Regions from separate parts of the Danio rerio genome. Here region 2 is linked to region 1. A link is a contact called in public HiChIP or PLAC-seq data. All regions are on one chromosome and are shown on one strand. Each heading gives the region's core, a stretch centred on a gene start, on an enhancer-like site or on the middle of the called end of the contact. The rest is flanking DNA. Distances are from core to core; before and after follow the strand shown.

Region 1 (6,047 bases), core at 1,992-4,491:
ACAGTCACCAGATCTCAATCCAATAGAGCACCTTTGGGATGTAATGGAACAGAAGATTCGCCTCATGGATGTGCAGCCGACAAATCTGCTGCAACTGTGTGATGCTATCATGTCAGTCTGGACCAAAACCTCTGAGGAATATTTTCAGTTTCTTGTTGAATCGACGCCACGAAGGATTAATGCAGCTCGGAAGGCAAAAGGGGGCCCAACCTGGTACTACTAGTTAAGTGTACCTAATAAAGTGGCCGGTGAGTGTATATTGGCTGATATCTTTTGATCAATTTAAAGCCATCCATGCATCAACTATTCATGAGATGAAAAAACAGCATGAAAAAAGGCTGATATTAAAAAAATAATAATTACATAACAGTTTTATTGTTGCATAATCAAACTTTTTTCTTCCTGGGATTAAAAATGTCCCAACATGAAATGAAATCTGAACAAAATATAGTTTAATGGACTCAATCCATGTAAATGATGCAGCAATAAACTAATAGACCTTAGCATAACAATTTCTGAGCCCATTTAAAAAGTTTTCAGAAGTTTTTGTTTTTCAGATGTTCTGTGAGCAGATGGTGAGGGGAGGACAAGATGGTTCATGTCTGTCACACACAGACATGCAGCGTTGTACATTTTTACTCTCTCACTCTCTCTCTCACACACACACACAAACACACACACACACACAAGCATGCAATTGTGCTGTGTCCTAGTTTTGTGCAGCTGCATCAAGGCGTGTGATGATGCACAGATGTACATTTTCATACCTCCAGGACTGAGTAACACATTCTGAATGCAAGAATTGATTCCTTTGTGGAAAAACCCCTGCTATCTGCGTATTTCAGATGAGAATCTGTGCAATAGAAGAAAATCAGTGAAGTGGTTAAATTCTTAAGTGTACTTTTTAATTCAAGATTCTAGCATATTATATTATATTATATTATATTATATTATATTATATTATATTATATTATATTATATTATATTATATTATATTATATTAACTCATGTTAAAAGTGTGGTTTACTATCAAAATATAAAGTTTTGTCAGTCTTTTTTTCCAGGTTCCACTTCCTGTTTGGGATCGTTTACAGCCAGGTTAATTCACAATTCTATCAAATTCCACAGTGCCATCATTATATGATGTACAATTGTGTGTTAAATGTAATATTTATTGTTATGTGTTGTGTATTGCGTGATAATTCAAGATCATTAATGAGAGTAAAGTGAAGAGACAAATCATATCTCTCGTCTTCTACTTGCTATCTTTCTTTTGGAAGTGAATATATATATATATACATACATACACACGCACGCACGCGCACACACGCACACACACACACACACATACACTTGAAGTTAGAATTAATAGCCCCCCTGAACTATTAGGCCCTGTTTTTTTCTCCCTAATTTCTGTTTAACGGAGAGCAGATTTTTTCAACACATTTCTAAATATAATAGTTTTAATAAATCATTCCTAATAACTGATTTGTTTTATCTTCACCATGATGACAGTAAATAATATTTGACTAGATATTTTTCAAGACAATTCTATACAGCCTAAAGTGACATTTAAAGGCTTAACTAGGTTAATAGTGGTAATAAGGCAAGTTATTGTATAATGATGGTTTGTACTGTTGACTATCGAAAAAATATATAGCTTAAAGGGGCTAATAATTTGACCCTAAAATGGCTTTCAAAAAATTTAAAAATGCTTTTATTGTAGCCAAAATAAAACAAATAAGACTTTCTCCAGAAATTTTTTTATCAGACATACTGTGAAAAATTGCTTGCTCTGTTAAACATTATTTGGCAAATATTTAAAAAAGAAAAAAAATGTAAATGGGGGCTAATAGTTCTGACTTCAACAAAGATAATATCAAATAACTGAAATGAAATAACAAAATAAGATAAAACAACATAGAAGACATTCACAAAAGCCAAATACAGATGAACTTTCCATAGATATAACTACATATGTCACAGCTTTAAGGGACTTCATTACCAGAATAAGTTAGTTAGGGTGATGCGGTGGCGTAATAGGTAGTGCTGTCGCCTCACAGCAACAAGGTCACTGGTTCAAGCCTCGGCTGGGTCAGTTGGCATTTCTGTTTGTAGTTTGCATGGTCTCCCTGTGTTCACGTGGGTTTCCTCCGGGTGCTCCGGGTTCCCCCACAGTCCAAATACATGCGCTATAGGTGAATTGGGTAAGCTAAACTGTCCAAAGTAAATGAGTGTGTGTAGATGATTTCTAGTGATAGGTTGCAGCTGGAAGGGCATCCACTGCATAAAAACATATGCTGGCGGTTCATTTCGCTGTGGCGACCCTAGATTAATAAAGGCACTTAGGTAAAACAATGAATGAATGAATGAATGAATAAGTTAGTTAACAAAATCTGTATAGGCTATAGGAGTTCGGGGGTATGTGGTATTTTGAAAGTCTGCATTTTGTATAAAGAATCTACTATTCAAAATGATGAAATTTACAAGGTTGTTAATATTTTTATCATTTTTTTCAAAATAGCAAATAATTTATATTTGCATTCAATGTAACCAACATTAATTTCAACAGAATACTCGACTAAGTAGAAAAAACATCTATCAAATATAAAAATCTGACATGGATGTGACGGTACTTCAGCAACTGACAGAACAAGGCAATTATTTCAAAATAAAAGTCTTTGTGTTTCAGTTTCAGTAGATCAGGGAGTTTTCAGTTATGCACCAACTTACAAATGTGATCAGTATCGTGAGAGGGACATTTATCTTAAAATATGAAAGAAATTTATACCATTTATTGTGTTAAAAAACACAATTATATGGTATAGTTATGGTATAAATGAACCTTGTTAATGTTTTTGAATCGATTTAATTTCTATTTAGCTACATTGTACATTTTCTACTCAGTACAGTATTTTACACAGTTAATTGGTTATTTAATTATCTGTATCTCTTTTGTAAAATCTAAATCTGGATAATTTATTTAAATTTATTCACGCCCACCCCCATTTTAATATTCTTCACTCACAAGTTTAACTGAGCTAAAAATATATAAAGTACAATAAAAACATTAACAGATAAAGTTATTTAAAAAATCCCAAACACAATAAATAACCTAAACTCAACAAGAGGACTTTTTATGTAAAATCTTTCACATAACCTCTATCTATTTTGTGCAATCAGGTGAAGTGTCATATGCACCCACTATATGAGCACTGTCATTTGTGCTAAAGTTCATTTTAATTCTCTTTTAGCATAACCAACAATGCGTCCCATTTTAATCGCGACGATTTTACTGTCGATTGCAGCGGCTTATTATATTTATATACCTCTTCCTACCACTATAACGGAGCCATGGAAACTCATGTACACAGATGCAATGATACGATCGTCTATGCAGTTGGTAAGCCTATAAACGCTATTAGCCTATACAACTGTAACGATGAGTTAGAGATAATGCTGTCTGTTTACTTCCTCTCAGAGTTTTTTGGCACACGACTTCGGGCTGACTTCACCTTTTGGCTTTTTGAAATATTTCTCCTCTCTTATGGATGTAAAAAGTAACCTGTCCTGTTCAAACGTCCGGATCACAGAAGCTTCTTTTGGAGGAGTGGAAGCGCTGGTGTTTGAGTCCACTGCACAGGAGAAGAGTCTGAAAAGAGGCGTGGTTTATTTACATGGAGGAGGATGGACAGTCGGAAGTGCAAGTAGGATATAGTTTATAATTTTAGATTGACGTGTTTATTATTTAATGTAATGTAAAGCAGTGTTTTTAGAATACAACTGAAGTTGTAAATATAAGAGATTTGCTCAGTAGAGCAGACGAGTTGTCTCGCTCCATCTAGTGGTTGAGAAAGGAAACGCTTCTTATATGTTCAAACGTTTCATGTCACTGTTGTTATTCTTTCTTTAAAGAAATGGAGGCGTATTATCTTCAGTGCATGGAGATGGCTAAACAGCTAGATGCAGTCGTGCTGTCTGTTGAGTAAGTCATTTTGTAAAATGTGCGTTAATAAATTCCATGAACAATCGTCATGAATGAAAATATACAGCCACAATCAGCAGATCAATATAAGAGATATTGAGAGGGAAAATAGAAGAGACAATAACTGTCGAATAAAAGACTAACAAAACAAAGAGTATGTCCATTACAATTGTATAAAAAGGTATGGAAATAAATCAAGAGTCAATAGACAACAGTTCTTCATACAGTACCAAAAACCTGAGACATTTTTTGTTGTTACACATTCGGACAGATTTGAGCAGTGTCAACTTCAATCAGAAAATGTCAAAAAGTAGAGATTGAAGCCACACATTTTTATGTATAAAAAAATCAGAAGACTGTTTGGTTTTACTGGAGCCATGGGTTATGTCAGTATCTCATCCCAATTTATTTGGGATTATTTGTTAAAATAACAAATCGTTTCATTTTAAAATATAAAGAAATTGAACACATAAAGAGCTTTTCAAGTGTAATATTTCTGTTAAAGTACAGTCAATGAGATTTCTGTAGAATTAAATCCTGAAAATTTCCTTGAAAACATTCTCTCTTTGAGGAAAGAAAATAAGGAAGCCTATTTCATGATTAAAAAATAAATAAAAAATGTAACACAGTATTTCAAGGACTAAAAAGGTAATAAATATATTTAAAAGTCTTCATCTTGCAATCAAAATAATGAATATATTAGCTGAAAGTTTATAGATGCGTTATCTCGACACATCATCAGTCGGAGAGCAGAGCATAAAAGCCACTGTACCTAACAAATAATTTCATAATTTGCTGATTAATGTTGATGAAAATGATCAATAATTGTCTTGTTTTTGGTCCGTAATAATCAGTCTGAAAACCAACAACATTTAGACTACTTAAGTCTGCCAAAGGTTATAACAGTTCAAGCAGAGTAGAGCCTATTAATTTAAGCTTGTCAAAATATTACACCAATTTCCCTCTTACTGAGTCCTTCTTTAAATGATTTAACGGCTTACACACTTTTTTCTGTGGTTTAGGTTGCATAAACAGCCAGAACAACATATTTAGTAGTAAAAAACCATGTAACCTATATGCTGTTGTTGACATCTTGAGTATCTCCATAATGGCCGCATATATGTTAACTGACCAAACCATGACATTGGTCCTAAGTGAAAACACTCTGTAGACTTACAATTTTGATTTCATCTATTACGATTCTAAGTTTACATCTTGCAGTTATAATTAATATCATCTGCTTAAATTGCCAGATTATGTGTTTTGTTTTAATATGTTCAGGTACAGACTTGCCCCGGATGGACGTTTCCCAGATCAGTATAATGATGTTTTTCAGGCCGCAAAACACATCCTGACAGCCGAGGTGTTAAGTCGCTACTCTATAGACCCCAAACGTGTGGCAGTGTCAGGTGACAGCGCTGGTGGAAACCTTGCCGCTGCTGTGGCGCAACAGGTGTGAGAAATATCAGCATCAAATTGCAAATAAATATCAACTTTAATATATGATTACAAGAATAGTTCGCTCAAAAATGAACATTTGTTTTCAGGCAATCCTAGATATAGTATGTCAGGTGAACATGGCCCAATCCCAATTGCACAAGGGGATGGTGGAGGGGTAGGATTATGGGTAGGGGTATAAAATAGAATTGATATTGTGACTTTGAGAGCCAAAAAAATATTTATAGGCAAAACAAATTTAACAAATATGACTCTTAACAATACATTGTGCATGGCCCAGTCTCAGTTCCACGCCTAAGCCCTTACCCCCACCACTCAGTTTGCACAATTAACTTGAAGGGGTAGGGTGTCTCAATTCTTTGGGAAATATTTCTATCCCAGCCCCTTTACACTCTCTTTTAAGGGTGACGGGGATGGCAGAGGGGTAGGCTTATGGGTAGGGGTATAAAATGAACTTGCTATTTGGACTTTGAGAGCCAAAAACATTTATAGGCAAAACAGATTTAACATATATGGCTCTTGAGAATACATTGAGCATGGCACAGTCTCAATTCCACACCTAAGCCCTCACCCCTACCGCTTAGTTTGCACAATTTAACTTAAG
Region 2 (6,047 bases), core at 1,665-4,164, 49 kb after region 1:
GATGAAGGTGGAAATGGGCAAGGGTTGGATCTTCTCACTATCGCTTTCTGACCGCGAGCGCTTCCGATTGGACCGTGGTATTCGCGGCGTCACTGCAGAACAGGATATTCCTAAATGTTGCGGATTCTGCTGGGACACCGGATGTTGGGGCACGAGGACTTCGTGCGAGTCCTGTGGAAGTGAGGAGAGTTGCCGGCTAGAGTCAACCGAGGAAAATGGTCCATTTAAGTTTCCCGTAGATTCAAGAGTTGATTGCAAAATAGCAGGACACTCATCCTGGGAAACATGATCTGGTTCTAGAGTCCTGAGCACTTCCTCTACACTCAAGAGGAGAGTCCCGCCATCGTGTTTAATATCCTCGCTGAAACCACAAATGTCCATGGTGCTGGTACAAAGCTCCTCGCCAGCTGCTGCCACTGCCTCGCAAACAGGGATTTCATTGGTGAAACTCTCTTGCTTCACTTCATCACCCCCGCTACTCTCCGAGTCTGGGACACTGGCTTCTAGAGAAGGTAAGCTGGCAGTCAATTCCTCTACATTGGTCAAGCCATTGCAATCCTGTAGACCATTCACCCCAAGAGGGCTGAGGCCTTGCTCCTTGATCTCTGTGGAAGGGGACTGGCCCTCATCAGGGAGCGTTTCAGAGGTTGAAGGTGTTGGTGATTGGTTTGTCAGACTCAGGGAGAGTGACTCCTCCCCAAGGCCCTCCAGTCCCTCATTCAACAGGGACAAGATGTCTGAAGACCCTTCCACAGTACTTGAAATGTGTTGAGCGAGAGGAGAATCTGCGATGTACTCGCAGAGTTTTTTGTAGCAATCCACCAAGATGCACAACTGCTTATTCTCTTCAAACTGCTCATAGTCTTTACACCAGCTGCACGACGGTTTCATCATCATCTTTTTGCCTTTACATGATTTACAGACATAGTGCTGGCACGATGAGTTGGTAGGAGCGATTGGATCTTGTAGCAAATTGCCTAAGTGATAAAAAAAGAAAACATATTTAGACCATGAAACAACAGTCTGGGGATTATTCCGACACATTAGCATGCAAATTATACAAATCACCGCCTGCTTGCATGCTGTACCTTTTAAAACGATCTATCAGATCTGTAATTAGTTTTCCAGATCACAAGCAATATTACACAAGCATTTCATTAGACATGGTTGTGTGGTATCGAAGAAAGCATATGCGAGGATTTGAAGGGTCATGTGATGCTTCATGGTGTGGTTCACATTACATGCTAGGCATATGGTTAGCAGGGATATCAAATGCAAATCCAGATGCAGTTTTATAAACACAAGCACAACAAATAAACATGCACTGCTTAATACAAACAATAATCGGGTTTTAGAAATTATGCATGGATTATCAACAACTAAATTAAAAGATAGCAATGAATTGCCTGCTTATGATGAATTACATTTAGATTATCCTATTCACACTGATGAAGTTAATTTCTAGCTGATTAATTATAAAATAAAATAATATAAAATTATTTGAAATACAGAATTGCGTGCCTGGAAAAATGTTAATTTTCTTAAACGTTATAATTGTTATTAATAATGAAAAATATACATGGCATATATTTTATATATAATAAAAAATTTAAATATGTATTTATATATCAAGGTTTCAAAGGAAATCAGGAAATATTTTAACAGTAAAATATAAAGGTAACAGTTGTAACATTAATACAAAATGTATAAATATTTTTTTAATATCCATTACATATTTATTTTGAAAATAATTAATTATTAATTACATGGATAATCTCTGAAGAAAATTATTTGGTTGCCAGCATTTTAATATTAAAAGAATAATGCTAATTAATAAATAAAAACTATATTTAATATTTCAATTTTCCACTGAAACCATCTAATAAATACAGTGCTGAAAATAACATGTAATAAAATAAATACAATAAATAATTCTAAATTTATTTAAGTTAATCTGGATCCCTACACAAATCTCTAAATAATTAAATAACTGTTTATGAATATATTAAGACCAAATATACTTTAATCATAGTTTCTATAATCCATGTATTTCCATGCAACCCCTATGACAAATGAATCTAAGCAAGCAATTACAGCATGTCTTGAAATATAAATTGCTAAAACATCCAGGATTTAATATTATTATTTTGTCTAACCAAGCAGGCAAGCCATTACTATTCAAGCCCATGCGTCTATAAACACAGCCTAAATGCACTGCTGTGTGTCTGAACGCCCAGGCTCCAGTTGTCATTGTAGGTCAGGAATTCGTGGCCTCACTGGGGGTGTGTCATGTTGTCTGGAGCTTCGCGTGCAATAATAAAGCATCAAGCAGAAGTGATCATGCAAGCGTGCAGTGATGAGGCAGAATAAAACGGGATCTCTCACCACACACAAGGCAGGCGAGAGACTGTCTGAAAAAGGGCAAGAGCTTATAGATTTCCGCCAAAGCCTGGGGGTCCCGGGGATCGCACTGCAGCACCGACCGACAAGCTGACACGTAGAGAGTGGTCGCATTCACCGGGTTCATCTCAGCAGTGTCGTGCTAGACGGATCCACTTCGGGGAGGAAAATAAAAGCGTGAAGGAGCGACGGTGAAAGCCCACGTATCATCAACGTCGCGTGCAATTCCGTCGACTGTGAAATGTCTGTTCATCGCATGCAATTAAAACCACTCCATCTTAACGCTTGCCCCTCTTCCACGGCACGAAATACGACCAAATCCTCGTCATCATCGTGTGATGAAACCACATCCACGGGGGTCAGGTTGAAAGCACAATTCAGAGATGCATTTGCACGATTTCTGTTTTTTTTTAATTCAACAACAACACGCTGGTGGCGCTCTTCGCCCCACTGGGCCTCCGATTACCACCAAATTCAAACAGAGAGCACAGATTGCCTCCTTGTGTGATATGGGATGAATGCAGTCCTTGTTTGCGGTGCTATTCCGCCTGTTTGTTTATTTATTAATCCCGATACGTGCTGAAGCTAGAATGATAGCAGCTACACGCAAACACCGTCACTCTGTTATTGTCCGCCGCGCTTCATGGCGCTGCAAAAACAATAATAAACGAAAACAGACCGCCTTTTGTGCTCCTTCCTTTTAAAAAAGACTTTAAGGTGCAAGATATTTACTATGCATCCATGCGAAGTGATTTCAAGTCGGGTGTGAGGAAAAAAGCGGTGTGAGTTGAGAGGCTGTTTGATGTCAGTGTGAGCTGCGCCTCAGAACAAAAACAGGCCGCTTCGCTTCTTTCCTGCATTCTCCCGCCGCTTTCCTGTCGTCTGCGTGCGTCGAGGGTGTTACGCGTGCGAATTTATCATCCACAAAACATTCGTTTGGAGAAGAAGCTGGGAAATTATATATCCAGTAGCGATATTGAAATGTATCTGTATTTGAAAAGGCTTCTCCCCTCCCTTCCTCTCCGCAGTAGAACAAGGAGGGGGAGCTGCTGTACACATCTCGCGAGAGCTGAAGCGCGGCAGCTGTGGGAGAGGAGGGTGGTAATCTCGCGATACATCAGCTTTGGAGGCTATAAGGAGAACACTCGCGAGAAGGGAACGCTAGCTGGTGTGGGCGACTGGTTCCCTTGGTTACATAAAGGTTGAGATGCGGGGCGTGGCGCGGGTGAAGATGAGGCGGAAGAAAAACAAACTAAAAAAAAAAAAAAAACTAGACATACAGAGACGTTATTCAAGAGATTCATTAACATGCTAAACAAAATACGGGCTATAAATGTAAAATACACCCACTAAAATGTAATTCTGTGTAAAATGTTTGAGTAACGAAAATCTTTATAAACTGTTTGATTATTAGGCTATATTTAACGCTATTTCTATAGATCATTTCAATGTGATCATGTCATCGGCCCATGAACATGTCCTGCTTGTTGTCAAACTATTTCATAACTAACAAGAGGCAATTCAATCATAACTTCGTGTTTAAACAGCGGTCATGGCATCATTTGTCAATATGTAGCTCCTTTTGGTTTATCGGAAGTTGTAGAAATTAAAGATGTAAAACGGGAAATACGCTGGGACCATTGTTTTTGTTTACTTCCCTCAAAATGGTCTATAGTTTATTCAGTGCATTTTCAACATAATACAACTATCCTTCAAACCACTTATTTATCATAAATATATCTGTGGAACATTTGTTCACCTTTTAAATCTTTCATTTTTTCCTCTGGATTTATTAGGGTTTGAATTAAAAGTGAATATTTGTTTTAATCCGTAGGGTCTGACAACACTTTCAAATTTTAATAAAATTTATTGTCATTTTTAAAAAAGTAAAAAATGTGTGCCGTGCACATTTTAATTTTAAGTTATTTCCATTTTCAATTTATATTTCTAGCTTCATTTTATTTTATTTTTATAAAAATTACAAGTATGGAAAATGTTGAAATGGTACAACCATTTGCATAAAGTAAAATATGCAACTGGAATCGTTTGACCCATATTCTTTCTCAGTTTTTTTTGTAACTGTATTAATGTTAATTTGTTGACATGACCTAATAATAAACAATACTTAATCAATAATAAAAAAAATATTATTTTAAAGGGGTATGACATACAAATTAACATTGTAAAATCGTCATACCTTTTTAAAATAATTAATTTTTGACACTGCCTGAAATCAAATCACATTCCAAATAACTTTTACTGTTTTTTTATAATTACAAATTACTTTTCCAGCCTTTGAATTGTTTTTGTAGCCTTCTCCTAACCTGTACATTTCTAAACTTCATCCCGAAAGTGTTGAAAAAGCACATTTGAAATCATTGGATTTGTCATTTTAACAGCGCCATCTAACGCGTACAGCAATTAATACATTTTGTTTTCTGCCCGATTTCTCAAGTGCATTATGGTTGCAGGTTTTTTTTTTTTAGATAATTTGAATTAAACCTTCACAATACATTAATATTATATACCAAATTGCGTCATTATTTAAAATAGAATTTATCCTAAAATAAATTATCAATATACTATATAACTATATAATTATTTATTATTCACAATTACTTATGTGTATGTATAATATATATATATATATATATATATATATATATATATATATATATATATATAAAATACTATACTATCTCTCTTTAGATTTCTTTCTCTCTGCTCAAACTATTCATGACATTTCTTCCAACTGTAAATTAATTTCATTTAGAGGGTTGTTTTTGCATTGAATAAACAAAATAGATGTTTTCACATGTTCATATTCTTAAATAACACAGTACCGACACTTTATCTTTAGAAAATTCAATTTCTAATAACCCTGATTTATAATTAGATTCATTAAATAATTTACCTTCGACTCAGTCCCTTTAATCATCAGGGGCCACCACAGCTGAATGAACTGCTTACTTATCCAGCATATGTTTTACACAGCGGATGTCCTTCCAGCTGCAACCCAGTACTGGGAAACATTCACACACATACACTACGGCCAGTTTAATTTATTCTATCCACCTATAGCATATGTCTTTCTACTGTGGGGGAAACAGGAGCAACCGGAGGGAACCCACATGAACACAGGGAGAACATGCAAACTCCACACAGAAATGCCAACTGATCAGGCCGGGACTCAAACTAGCAACCTTCTTGCTGTGAGGCCACAGTGCTAATCATTGAGCCACTGTGTCACCCAGTTATAATAAAAAAAAGCTCTAAATGTCTGACAACCTTGATTTAGTCACAATACAAGCAATATCATTTTAAGATTTTTTTAGCCATTTTTTCTGTGTGTGTGAGTGTGTGTGAGTATGTATATATGCACCAACACACACTCCCTGCTGGCAAAATTATGTTGGCTGAAAGCCCGTTTCCCAATAAGACCAATGTTTGTTGACACAGTTCTTACTGTTCCTTCCCTGTTTCTAAGATTTCTCCTTATTCCATGGAGATTGGAGGAGAATGTTATTTTTTTTTACTTAGATGTGCTTCACATAATGTCCCACATGGTCTAAGAATAACCAAAACAAACTTTGTTCATAGCAACAATTAAAGTGTATTAAAACAAGTATGAAGTTGAAAATACTCAA

Evidence for each region. HiChIP or PLAC-seq counts read pairs in DNA pulled down with a chosen protein or histone mark.
Region 2: a contact with region 1 is called in an H3K4me3 HiChIP or PLAC-seq map of gastrula embryo, with 2.8 times the contacts expected there. The contact joins the promoter of msl2b here to the promoter of nceh1b.1 in region 1. A contact is called at or near these places in 2 of 18 Hi-C or Micro-C datasets (caudal fin and hematopoietic stem cells) and 3 of 4 datasets of contacts at active chromatin or transcription factors (caudal fin, embryo and gastrula embryo).

What each region holds. Positions count from the first base shown.
Region 1 is chr24:30,957,909-30,963,955 of GRCz12tu, forward strand. nceh1b.1 (neutral cholesterol ester hydrolase 1b, tandem duplicate 1) reads left to right here and starts at 3,242. Exons shown (of 5, transcript NM_001077761.1): 1 at 3,242-3,403; 2 at 3,482-3,707; 3 at 3,916-3,985; 4 at 5,267-5,438. The coding sequence starts at 3,266. It overlaps nceh1b.2 (neutral cholesterol ester hydrolase 1b, tandem duplicate 2), which reads left to right. Exons shown (of 6, transcript XM_073940861.1): 6 at 1-303.
Region 2 is chr24:31,007,419-31,013,465 of GRCz12tu, forward strand. It overlaps msl2b (MSL complex subunit 2b), which reads right to left and starts at 2,915. Exons shown (of 2, transcript NM_001163313.1): 1 at 2,386-2,915; 2 at 1-977. The coding sequence starts at 2,527.